Regions from separate parts of the Mus musculus genome. Here region 1 is linked to region 2. Evidence: chromatin contacts called from public HiChIP or PLAC-seq data. All regions are on one chromosome and are shown on one strand. The core of a region is the stretch at or near the end of the contact, and the rest is flanking DNA. Distances in the headings are between cores, read along the strand shown. Region 1 has its middle 66 kb from the start of Far2. Region 2 overlaps E330012B07Rik (RIKEN cDNA E330012B07 gene).

Region 1 (3,436 bases), core at 228-2,727, 780 kb after region 2:
GTTGTTTGAGCCCAGAGCACATCCTAAAAGATTCCACCTCTGTATCAGGAGAGCCTTACAAGCAGGTTGGCTGTCTCCATGAGGGACTCTGATCTTGAGCAACACCTAGTAAGAGAGCCTTGAGAGAATGCCAGCATCCCTCCCCTCACCCCTCCTTGCTCCACTTAAACAATAAACCTCCGCTTAGAAAACTAGAAATGTAAGGTTCTATTCATCTGATTCCTACTCTCTAGCAGCTTCAAAATAACTATGAAATGAAACAAAGTGAAAGCTGAGACATTTCTCTTAACACCTGGAAACCCACTCATAAGATAGAAAATGAACCACCAAATACAAACTAAGAATAAGCCAACATGTAAATGAAATGCAAATGCATATCTATGATGTGGATGCAAAACACTAACCAAATCAGCACGTGAATTATTATATCTGAAGATACTGGGAGCCAGACAGCTTTATGCCTCATTTTCGGGATTCTTATAATCATCTGAAATATTTCCCAAGTTTCTACTTCAGAGCTGTCACAAACTTAGTAATTTCTGTGTTTTTTAGATTATTCAACATTATTAACATTTATCACACAATAAGACATTTCAAGAGGCATAGAATTACTCACTTCCAAGAACAGTGGTACACACCCTTAATCCCACCACTCAAGAGGCAGAGGCAGATAGGTCTTTGAGAGTTTGAGGCTAGCCCAGTCTATAGAGCAAGTTCCAGGACAGCCAGGAACTTAGTGTGGTCTTGCTTTAGAAAAAATAAAAATAATTAAACATACCAAAAGTGAATGGTTTGTTTTCTGTCCACTATGGGCTTGACCATCTTATTCAAGGCTACCCAAGAACACTGTGATGAGAGTGTTTTCAACATGAGTCTCACAGAAATATGAGCTTTGGTGGGTCTGGTGGGTCTCTCCTGGTTCACAGACCTCCATACTGAAATTTTAGGCTGCCAATAAAGTGCGGATGAAAGGCACACAAAGCCCCAGAAGGTTCAAACCAGGGACTTCTGAAGAACCCTGGCCCAGAGCATCCTTGTGGCACTGGATAGATGATAGTGTAAGGACAGGAAGATTTGCTGTTCTTGGGAAAGATGGGGAAATGGAACTGCTCTTTAGTGCAGACACATAAGTAATACATGCTTTCATGACATAGGAATGCAGCTAGCTGTGACTAATGTCTTGTGGTTCTTTCTACTATAATAAAATATAATAATGTCTATGGAGTTTGCCTACAAAATTATTTCAGGCTATTTCAGAAGCAAAGACTTGGACAATATACTGATACCTTGACAGAAGAGATCTCATTCTCTAGATCAGCAACCCGGTCTCCAGCAAGCAAGGAGTCAGGGTTCCACAGGTGTAATTAGACAGCTTCACAGATCTGAGTAGAACCTCAGCCGAAGCAAAGGCGTCACAGCTTCAAGACTTGTCCTATCTGTGGGATAGATTTTGGGATAAGATTCAGTGGAAAATGTTGTGACTGGAGGTTCTAATTGCTGGGGTGGCAGTGATTTCTGGAAGGCTTCTAGAACATCTCTCCCTTACTCTCTTTTTCCAGGTTTCTACTCCCAAGCTGTACACAGTCTCAGGAACACCTGAAGTGTCAGAGGGTGAAAATTAGGAGCCCCACACCTCTGAGGTTATGTCTGGCATCCCCTTAGTACAACAATATTTTTAGACTTTGGTTGAAAATTTCACAATGATTTCATTCCCAGTCTGGAGTTGTTTCTGCTTATGAGATCATGGGTTTCCTAGGTCTGTAAGTAAGAAAGTACTGGGTCAGAATCAATACAGAAAGAGACTGCATGTTCTTGACATAAAGTGTGGGGAACCTAAAACTTGAATTTTTCAGGATTAATGGACTGCTTGTAGGGAAGAAAACTGGGCTGTGGTGCCTCTCACCTGAAATAGAAGCATAATTCCAGATTAGGCTACATAGTGAGTCCCAGGCCAGCCTAGGCTGCAGAGAGAAATCTCAATTCAAAACTAAACAAACAAATGGAAATCACCATTTATATTCATTTTAACAATTCTATCTTGTTCTAGAGGCATTTATTCATAATGACTTTATCAGGGTGGCTTCTCTGTGTTAGTACCCAGTTGTAACCTCCTCCTCCATCATCATCATCATCAGCAGCAGCATCATCATCATTATCATCTTGCCTGGTGTTACCCACAGCCACTGAAAAACCTTTTTCTTTGGTCAGTAGTCTCTTTGCTGTCAACAGATCGATTTATCCATGTGTTATGGCTCTGTTTTGAGTTAATTTCCAGAGACAAGCAGCAAATAACTGTGAATATCCTTGCCTGGAGCAAATGACTTATCAGGAAAAAAATATGACATATGTTTAACATTATGTAGAAGCAGCACAGTTTTATTAAGTCGTCCACTCTCTGAGCAAAGGATGAAGAACCTGGCTCAGCTGGTGGGTATCACTGGATGGAACGGTTGCTACAACAGAGGGGCAAACACCAGCAATCACAAGTAACGGAGGTAAGCCACTGAGGTCACACAATCGAAAACATCACTGACGAAAATCGCTGGACACCAGACTTTCCTGTGTGTTAAATGCTCAGAATTCTTGTTTCCTATCTATTCTAGTGAATATTATTTTTCTTCATTTTTTTTCTTTTCAGTCAGGTTTCTAGAATGTAATCACAACTCAGATACTTGTCAAATCTGAGCTCTCCTTTGAAAAAACAGACAGTTGCTGGTATTGGGATTGGAAGATTTTCAGGTCGTTCAGTGTATGACTTTCTATCATTCAATTGCTCTAGAAGTCAGTTTTGTTACAAATAGAATTTAAAACTCAACAAATGTAAAAAAAAAAATGTGAGCACCTATAACGTTGAAGCTCCATGATAGATACTGTGGAGATGGTCATTCTCTAAGATAAAAGACGTGATGGCTTACTGAAGATATGACTCAACATTTGGTTTTTCAAGCCGCTTGTGATAGGAATTCAAAGACAGTCTACTGAAATATTTTGAGATAAAGAGCATTTGAAGTGTCCCTGGACAGGAGACAGGATGTCAGTGGGAAAGGAGATTGTCCTGAATTGGGAGGCATGAAGAAGAAGGGGAAAGGGAGGGGGGAGGGGGGAGAGAGGAGGGGGAGGGGGAGAAGAAGAACAAACTATGCCAAGAAAAGCCACTTGTTTTCACCAGGAGAGATGAATAGGACATGCACTCATATATGTCTACCATATTGAAAAGGGCAGCAAAGAATCCAACTCAACCAGTGGCCACCATAGAGATAGGAAGTGTACCATGATGGCCAATTATAAATAAGGATGAGCTCAGAACAAAACTATGATGGGATCAGATCTGACTTTCATTTCCACATTCAACTCCTTCCATTGTCTTAATGTATCATTCACGTTAAAAAGTCCTCTCACAAGAAATTGTAAAAATCCTGATTGCTACCTTCAACTG
Region 2 (3,625 bases), core at 1,006-3,505:
TTGAGCCTAACAGAATCCAGAACTGTGAGAAATAAGTATATTTATGTACCATTACAAGTATAAATAATATTTTTTCTGAATAAATTACCTAGCCTCAGATTTTCTAACATAAATCAAGACTAAGAAAGAATTTACTTTCAGATTAAGATTCAGATTAAGATTTAGACTTAAACTATGGGATGGTTTAACTCCTATAAATAATTGTCTGTCACATACATTCTAGATAGGATAGGAACTACATAAAGAAACCAAAATATAATTCATAGACTAGTTGATTCAACCATTAAAACATGTCTTGGGTACCCATCATGTATAAGACTATTTTTTTATTAGATTTTTTTTTTAATTTACATTTCAAATGTTATCCCCTTTCCTAGTTTCCCATCCAAAAATCCCCTATCTTTTCCCCCCTCCCTGTTTCCCCCATCCACTCCTGCTTCCTGGCCCAGTCATTCCCCTATATTGAGGCATAGAACCTTCACAGGACCAAGAGCCTCTCCTCCCATTGATGACCAACTAAGCTATCCTCTGCTACATATGCAGCTAGAGCCACAAATCCCTCCATGTGTTTTCTTTGATTGGTGGTTTAGCCCCAGGGAGCTCTGGGGTTACTGGTTAGTTCATATTGTTGGTATAACAGCCTTAGGCACTGTTCCTTGTGAGACATGAATAAATATCTACTCACCCCAGATAGGGAGCCAAAGACAGACCAAAACGTGAATACCACCAAAGTCCTAGTTGGTGAACCAAAGACTTTTACCATTGTTACTTATCAGAATATGGGTGCAGGGTTACTTACAGTAGCAGAAATGACTCAAAGACAGCCGAAGCTCTGAAAGCCCACCCCAGCATGAGTGGCAGTTCATGAAAGCTGGAAACACAGAACACATTGCAGTCAGATCAAGATGTCAGATCCCAGTGCATAGCCTCTCAGGCAGCCTGGCTAGTTGCTACTTTTCTTAGGCTGCTGGATCTGAGCTGCTCCTGAACGGTTCAGCTTGCCTGAGGTTGACATTCAGCCTTTACTGCTTATATATTCTAGGGGAAGGAGGTGGTGTGGGGGGGGTCTAGTAAATCTGATCAGTTTCAGGTACTTCCTGAAGCTATTTTGAGTTGTTCCCTTTGTTTCTTAAGGAGCTTCCTTGTTGGAGGGAGCCTTCACCTGCCCTGAGAACATATTGTTTCACCTCCTGAGTCTTGAAAAGAAGTTTCCTTCAAGATGTAAGGATTTAATTTAACTTTGGACTAAATTGCTACAAATCTGCACTTAGTAACTAGAGCTTGTTTCTTTAGTATTACCGCCTCAGATCTCCATACTCACAGTGTGGTATTTGCCCTTCAGCCTTCCCCATCCTGGTTTGAGATGGCTTGGGGGAAACTCATGCCCTCTAGTTCCCACTGTCTCCAATTAAACGCTCTGGCAGGAGGCTAGAGAGAAGTGAATGAGTGTGGGCCATTTTCCTAGCTTGGAACTATAGCTACTGTTAGACCAGAGTTCCTCAGTCTTCCTTTGGTGTTTCCTTCAAGCTGAAGGGTGTGACTGGTACCACTGGTTACAGCCTGGAGGCACCCCACCATCCTTGAAGCTGTACCTGCCCTGCTGTCTTGCTAAAAGTCTCTTAATTATGGCATCTTCCAATTGCCCCATCTCCTCCCAAATGCCTGACTCACTGTTAGCTCATACTGAACACATGCCAGGAGTGGCCATTAAGACATTAACACATCCTGCTTGATTTGATGATTTCTTAAACCTACATTAACCTTGACAAACAGAAACTGTAGTTTGGAAGGACTTGTAATTTCCCCCAGGCTATACAGGGAGTAAAGGACAGGATCAGATCCTGTGCACTGCAAACCCTTTTAAGTGATTCATGGCTCTTCTATCCCTTTCTGTGGGTCACACACACCTAGAGGAAGGCTCTGTTTCTTTTCAGACATCAGCATCAGTAGCTCTTCCTGTTGATGCCTCAGAGATATGGAAGCAAGACCATACATCTATCTACCTTTGTTAGTTACCAGAAGCCCTGGGTATGTCAGCCCTGGGATGTTCTTAGAGCCAAGATCCCAGTCCTTAGGATGAGCTTCATTACTGGGGAGGTTGGTTGACATAAGGGCTTCTCTCTCTCCAGCTTCACCTTCCTTCCACATCAGCAAAGTCAGCAGCAGAAATGATGTGTGGTGACTGCAAGGGCGAGTGCAGATGTGAGATTGGCACACAACAGTCTGCATTTCATGTGGCTTGGGTGACGTGGGTTTCAGTGTGGAGGTGCTGTTTATGTCTGTCATGCTCCTGGGCATAGCGGCCAAGGGTGGTCGTGCCACAGCCATGACATCACCGCCTTCCCTCTCAGAGAACCTCCAGGGTGCTCTTTGCATATTTGTGTAATGATTTTTTTTTCTATGCTTGCTACTGGAGTTTTTAAGGTCAAAGCCTGGGCCCCGGCACCTTAAGCTAGACTTGGCAAACTCGTCCTCAACAGGCCAGTTAAAGAGACAAATAACAGTGAAAAGCAGAGAAAGGAGATTTGTCCAATGTGGCCACACTGGTAAGAGGAACAAAGGGCCCAGTAGTCACCTCCCTTCCCTACACTCATACAAATTAATCTTAAATTTCCCAGCAATGAGCAGATTAAAGAGTTTGTTGTGAACATTTAGCAAAAGTATATTTAAAAAAATTTACTTACTTTGTAAATGTAAGTCATTAGTTACCATTCTTTATTGACAAGATTTGACACTCCGACATTTTTTTCTGTCACATACAGGGTGAGCTTACCTGGTGTTACTGTTATTGCTGGTTGCTGTTGAGTCTTCTGTGACTCCTATTATGGGAGAGAAATGTAACAAAGATATCTGACAAACATATATACCTACCATTTTATAATTATCACAACTTTAATAAAAATGACACATACATAACTTGCATAGTTAAAAATACTTCTAGAAAAAATATAGTAACAATCTAATAATTTTTATGTATATTCCTTAGAGATATTTTATCTGACACAAAGCATTTTTCATGTCTTTTCAATATCTTTGACTGTTTAATTATCAGTTCTTGCTAGAATGTTTTTTTGGGGGGAAATTTATCAAAATCTATGTGGTTGATATAAAATTTTGTAATGTAACAAAACTTTCATGACTCAATGTGTTCTCTTTTTGAAAGGTCTAGGATGTAGGATCAAGGAGACTACTGAGACAGATTATCAGAGGTGAAAACTTATTAGAAACATTATTAGTGCCACGGGAAGACAGACGAGACAGAAAACAGCATGCAGGGACTCAGAAGGAGAGTTAGGGCTGAAGAGGCAGCAGTGTGTGTGTGTGTGTCCTCTCTCCTTAAGTTCTCTGAGGAGGGGCTCACAGTACATGTCTGTAACTAAGCTCTTCATTCCTGGGCAGGAGGCAGAGAACAAAGTGGGAACAAGGTAGAGAGCCTCCAGCACTCCCTTTGGTCGTCCAGTGCCAAGCAGTCAGCTCTGAAAACATACGTACAAGGAACATTCTACGGACTCAACGGGTTATATTTGGGAATATATAGAGAGTACATATATGCATTCAATAACAATTGAGAGGAAGAGGTCATGAATTTGAAGGAGAGTAGGATAAGGGTGTATGGGAGAGTTGG

Evidence for each region. HiChIP or PLAC-seq counts read pairs in DNA pulled down with a chosen protein or histone mark.
Region 1: a contact with region 2 is called in an H3K27ac HiChIP or PLAC-seq map of embryonic fibroblasts, with 5 times the contacts expected there. The contact joins two enhancer-like sites. A contact is called at or near these places in 1 of 484 Hi-C or Micro-C datasets (adipose-derived mesenchymal stem cells) and 2 of 115 datasets of contacts at active chromatin or transcription factors (embryonic fibroblasts and fibro-adipogenic progenitors).

Annotation. Positions count from the first base shown.
Region 1 is chr6:147,979,209-147,982,644 of GRCm38.p6, forward strand. No RefSeq gene overlaps it. Among named protein-coding and RNA genes, the nearest start is that of Far2, 66 kb to the right of the region's middle. Within about 2 kb of position 1,478, at least 16 of the 459 cell types and tissues checked have an H3K27ac peak or open chromatin away from gene starts, as enhancers often do. A contact at or near this core is called in embryonic fibroblasts, where this site is marked.
Region 2 is chr6:147,197,881-147,201,505 of GRCm38.p6, forward strand. The region is part of intron 2 of E330012B07Rik (RIKEN cDNA E330012B07 gene); the gene reads left to right. Among named protein-coding and RNA genes, the nearest start is that of E330012B07Rik, 19 kb to the left of the region's middle. Within about 2 kb of position 2,256, at least 23 of the 459 cell types and tissues checked have an H3K27ac peak or open chromatin away from gene starts, as enhancers often do. A contact at or near this core is called in embryonic fibroblasts, where this site is marked.